Regions from separate parts of the Sus scrofa genome. Here region 1 is linked to region 2. A link is a contact called in public Hi-C data. All regions are on one chromosome and are shown on one strand. The core of a region is the stretch at or near the end of the contact, and the rest is flanking DNA. Distances in the headings are between cores, read along the strand shown.

Region 1 (2,842 bases), core at 106-2,605, 100 kb after region 2:
TTCTTAGAAACCAAAGCACTTTACCATATATTGCCCATGGCACTCAGTTATAATGATTATTTTCTGAGGAAAACAGTAGGGGTTTCAGGAGTTTTAAAAACTCGTGTCTTTAGTTGGCACTCTTCTCTTTTCCTCAATCCAACTTCAGTGTTAATGAGCATTATTATGCGTTTAGGCACTGTGCTGGTCCCTGGGCATGAAAAGATAATTAATAAATGAATGCTTCAAGAATGCTTCAGATAAAGGATGGGGTTTGGATAGGTGGATGGGTGGGGTTTGGCTAGAAATAGATGATGGCATGTAAGCTTTACTAAAGGGAAAATATTTGGCAGGAAATGAAGAGAGAAAAACATTGTAGATAGAGCCATGGCTTCTTCAGAAAATAGTGAGTAATGTGGTGGGATTTGAATATATGATTGGAAAAGAATCTAGTGAGGAAGATAGTAAATATAATTATAGCTGTTATTTATTGAGCACTTTTTTTTTTTGTACATAAACTAGTTTAAAGTCAGAATGTGAGACCTTAAATGTTATGGTAAGAGATTTACTTTATTCTTAGAACAAGTAGAGAATGACTCCCTGTGAATTCACAATTCTGTAGTAATCTAATCATGGCTATAATCATTGAGCTTTTATTTTGTGTCAGGCATTGGCCTAAGTACATTAAACATTATCTCATTTATTAGGTCAGAGTCTATTATATTAGTATAACAAGATGTGATAAAGGCCTTGATTAGATTTATACTGATCAGGAGAGAAAGGGCAAGCGTTTAACCAGTGGCAGGGAAAATATTTCTAGACCTTAGTGATTCATTCATTCACGCTTATTGATTCATTCGTTCATTCGGAAAACATTTATTAAAACACTTACTCTTTCTCAGGCTCTGGGCCAAGTGTCAGAAGCCAGGTATATGTGGTGAGAGCTTACTGTGTGCCAAACACTGTTCCAAGAACTTTGCAGGTAGGTGTCTTACTATTATCATTCCTGCAGTCGAGGAAATACAGGTACAGAAAAGTCAAATTGGTCAGGTCCAGTCAGCCACCATGTAGGATCTGACCTCCATGGCCTGGCTGGAGAGCTGTCATCCTTTTGACACTCTATGTCTCACAGTTAGATAAGACCTCAGACCTCAAACGTGTCGTTTTTAAGTTGGGGAGAAGGACATGGAAGACATAACTAAAATGCCCCAGGTGTATGTTCCAGTACACACAGTGCCATGTGTTATTTCCAGCTTGGGGCCCTTATGAACAAAACTGCAACAGACATTCATGCACAGGATTAATGTGAATGTGAGTCTTCATTGCTCTGAGATCAATGCCTAAGAGCATAGTAGCCAAGTGTGAGTGATCTGGTTTCTCTGTATCCCGGCCAGAGTTTGGGACTGTCACAATTTGTTTGTTGTAGTCATTCTGGTAGGTGTGCAGTTGTATGCCCTTGTGATTCTCATTTGCACTTCTTTAGTGGCCAGTAATGTCAAACATCTTTTGTGTGCTTATTTGCCATCCTTATATCATCTTCCATGAAATGTCTCTTCAGGTTTTTTTGCCTATGTATTACCTAGATTTTTTTTTTTTCCCCTGTTGAGTTTTGAGAATTCTTCACATTTCCAGTCACTAGACACCAGTCCTTTGTCGGTTATGTTTGGTTTGCAAATATTTTCTCTTGGTCTGTAGCTTGTCATAAACAAGGTCTTTAGCATAGCACAAGTTTTAATTTTAATAAAGTCCAATTTACCAATTTTTCATTTGTTATCAAGTCTAACAACTCTGCCTAGTTTTAGGTTCTCAAGATTTTCTCATATGTGCTCTTCTAAAAGTTTTATGGTTTAATGTTTTCCATTTGTCAATATTTACTTTTGTGTATGTGTGTGTGTGTTTTTTGTAAAAGAGAAGGTTTAGGTCAAGTTACTTTCTCCTCTTCCTTTTCTCCTTTTCTCCTTCTCTCTCTCTTTCCCCCTTCTTCTCCTGTCTTCTTCTTCTCTTTTTTTTGCCCGTGGTTGTTCAATTGCTTCAGCATGTGTTGTCCAAAAGGCCTACTGTACAGCATAGGGAAATGTGTGTGATTAGGTTAGTTTGTACAATAGAACTTGATGAAGCATTGTAAATCAACTATACTTTAATAATAATAATAAAAATTAAAAAAGAATTTACTTAAAAAAAAAAAAAGGCAGTCTTTCCTCCATTGAATTGTTTTTGTGCCCTTGTCAGTAATCAGTTGGGCCTGTTTGTGGGTATCTATTTTGGGGCTTTCTATTCTGTTTCATTGATCTGTGTGCTTATTCCTGCAATAATACCATGCAGCCTCGATTACTGTAGCTATAATCTAATTCTTAAGTTGAGGTAGACTGATTCTTCCCACTTCATTTTTAAAAAAAGTTATTTTTAACTATTCAAGTTTCTTTGCCTTTCCACATACATTTGAGAACAGTCTCATTTATGTCTATAAGAAATCTTGCTGAATTTTGATAAGAATTATGTTAAACCTTGCATGTCAATTTGGGGAGAACTGACATCAACTTATGCTTAGTCTTCCAATCTATGAATGTGGTATATCTTGCCATTTATTAGATCTTCTTTGCTTTCTTTCATAAGTGTTTTGTAATTTTCAGCATCTAAGTCCTATGCCTGTTTCTGTTAGATTTACATCTAAGTGATTCATTTGGGGGAACAGTTATAACTGGTATTGCATTTTAAATTTCAGTGTCTATGTGTTCACATAGAAATATAATGGATTTTTGTATGTTTATGTTGTATCTTGTGAACTTGCTCACCTCATTTACTAGTAGTAATATGTTCTAGAAGTTCTTTTGGAGGTTCTTTAAATTTTTTTTCATGGGCAATC
Region 2 (2,913 bases), core at 413-2,912:
AGCAGGAGTGACCTCAGCAATTTTCATATCATAGCCTAAAAATCGAGCTGTTTGACCTTCATTTATCTTCCTCTTCCTAAGCTGAAATGCAGACCTGGTGATGGGAGTTGCCTTTGACCTTACAACCAAGGGCATTCCTTAGGGGTGGCAAAGCAACCAGACAGAAAGAAACAGGGTCTCTTATCATATCATGTAACATTCCTGCTCCCCTCCCTTGAATTTCTCCCAGCTAGGATTGCTCTGAGTAGGAGGAAAATGAACCTTTCTAATCTTGTTGAAGCTACTGTTCTAGAATCTTTTAAAGCAACAAAGCCAGTATACTACTTATTGTATAGTCCTATGGTGGATATACCTTGGTGTGACAAATTTTAGGAATTTTTTTCATATTTTTTTTTTTGTTGGTTTGCAGGATGAATCATTAGTATCATGCATTTCAGATAGTTCAACAGTAAAAATAGAAAAAAAAAGTTTTTGCTCCTAGTAGTTAAAGAATTTGCATGCTTTTTCTAAATGATATCAAATCCACCATGGTTTGTGTTGACATTATTAAGTTAGTTAATATTGAATGGATAAGGTTTGCAATGAAAAAAGGAAGGCTTATTTTATTTTATTATTTTTTTAATTTTATTTTTAAAATTAATTTTTTTTTTTTTTGGCTTTTTAGGGCCACACCTAGGGCATATGGAGGTTCCCAGGCTAGGGGTTGATTCGGAGCTATAGCTTTGCCGGCCTACACCACAGCCACAGCAACCAGGATCTGAGCCGTATCTGTGACCTACACCATAGCTCATGGCAGCGCCGGATCCTTAACCCACTGAGCAAAGCCAGGGCTCAAACCCACATCCTCACAGATACCAGTCAGATTTGTTTCTGCTGCACCACTATGGGAACTCCCTTATTTTATTATTTTTAAATCATAATTTATCTAAGAGAGTAGCTCTAAAATTGCAGCAGATACTGTTGAGTACACATATGGGTATGTTATTACTAATGGGTCAGAGGTTACAGATATTTTTATCTCTATAGATAATTTGGCCAATGGGAATGTCAAACTCTGTTTTCCCAATAAAACTGAGAGTATGTAATCTAGTAGAAGGTGGGCTTTGTTTTATTTTTAAAGTTGGGGTCCAATAAATTGCACTAGACATTTAACAGACTTTAATTAAGCACCTACTACATGTCAGGCACACTTTATTCACCAAACTGAAATAAAACTATATCAAAAAATTGGAATGGATTAGCAATGAGATCCTGCTGTGTAGCACTGAGAACTATGTCTAGTCACTTATGGTGGAGCATGATAATGGGAGAAAAAAGAACGTATACATGTGTGTGTAACTGGGTCACCATGCTGTACAGTGGGAAAAAAAATTTTATTGGGGGAATAACAGTAAAAAATTTTTAGAAAGAAAATAAAAGATGAAGAATACTTCTATGCATGAATATAGGACAAGAATTGCCCTATAGTTGGCCCTTGCCAAAGAGCATGCTTGTAATGAGAAAGATCTAACCCACCAGTGCAAACAATCACATGCCATGGGTAAGCCCGCCAGAGAAATAAAGGGCATTTGGCATGGAGCAAATGCTAAGTTTGCCTGAGCCAGATCTACTGCCTCTAATCCTGAGCAGTGAAGAACAGGACGAGCACTACAGCACAGCAGCTTCAAGATAACTAGCAAAGAGCTGGTCCGACAGTGACATTGAAACAAGTGTCAGTTTGCTCTGATAATTGGGAACAGCAGATGTTTAGAAAAGCTGAATAATTTATGGTTATATGTGAATAGCTCTTGCATGGGTGAATCTCATCTCCTAACATAACTCTGTAAATATTAACAGTTATCTGATACTATCTTGATCTGAAACTGCCTGGTACACAGGTAATGTCAGAAGAGCATGATTTAGTAGAAAAGCCAGTCCTCTTAATCAGAATAATATTTTGTAAATTAAGGGTTGCATTTGCCATTAAAAACAAGAAGCCGAACCGGTTTTCAGAGAATCAGTCACTTTTATGTGCAAGTTGCAAAGGTAGTTTTCAAGTGAATGCAAATAAACGCGTGCCCTGGAGGTTGGTGTGGTGTGGTGAATTGGTTAGTTATGGGCTTCCCAAATATTCTGCCAGGACAGAAGCAGGGTGTGTGGTTTTAATTAGGGCCTGGAGAGAACCTTGCAGGACATGCCAAACACTTATTAAGAGCTAAATAATTGTAGTAGTACTTCAAATTGACCTCTACATAAGTGACATGAGTTTCCCAAGTGACCTTCAAATACTGTTGTAGATGGCAGGTTAACTGCTGATGTGCTTATCCAAGATTTTGGAAAAGCTTTTTTTCTTAAAAAAAAAAAAAAGTTGTAGGGGAAAATTATTTTTAGCGAAGGTACTACTTGTAACCATATTATGAGATGACAAAACATATTCAGTGATGTATACAGCCGTTGACTCTCTCCACCCAGAAATAATTACTGGCTTTGTGCCTTGTAACCCTTAACATTTATCTCTAACAGTATTATAGAGCACCCACTATATTTTCTGCTTTCTATCCACTTCATTTTTACTTTGCTTCTAGTGTTAATTGTTCATATTTGATATGAAGAACAGGACTCTTATTATTTGAAGACCAAAAATATAAATTCCGACCTCAGTATAACTAGAATAACCAATAAAGACCAGTTAGCCGTCATTGGTCTAAATGACCTGAGCGACCTTTGCTTTATGGCAGAGCAAGGGATGGTGTGGAAGTTTCCTGTGCTGTAGATTTCGTCTCTGGGGACTCGCCTGGGGAGGGCGGAAGCCTGGTCCCTATGGCAGACCCTTCCTTTCACACAGCGAGTCTCTGCTTTTAAACATTCTTTCTTCACGACCACCATCTAAAGGATGGGTCCCTGAAACTAATGTTCCTTCCATGTTCTGGCTTG

What was found. A called contact is a pair of places that touch in the nucleus more often than the background predicts.
Region 1: a contact with region 2 is called in a Hi-C map of liver, with 15 times the contacts expected there. A contact is called at or near these places in 2 of 47 Hi-C or Micro-C datasets (heart right ventricle and liver) and 1 of 2 datasets of targeted methods (skeletal muscle).

Annotation. Positions count from the first base shown.
Region 1 is chr4:118,495,481-118,498,322 of Sscrofa11.1, forward strand. No RefSeq gene overlaps it. Among named protein-coding and RNA genes, the nearest start is that of PALMD, 69 kb to the left of the region's middle.
Region 2 is chr4:118,394,034-118,396,946 of Sscrofa11.1, forward strand. All of the region lies in intron 3 of PALMD (palmdelphin), which reads right to left. It overlaps LOC110260438 (a long non-coding RNA gene), which reads right to left. Exons shown (of 2, transcript XR_002343735.1): 2 at 1-2,913. Among named protein-coding and RNA genes, the nearest start is that of PALMD, 32 kb to the right of the region's middle.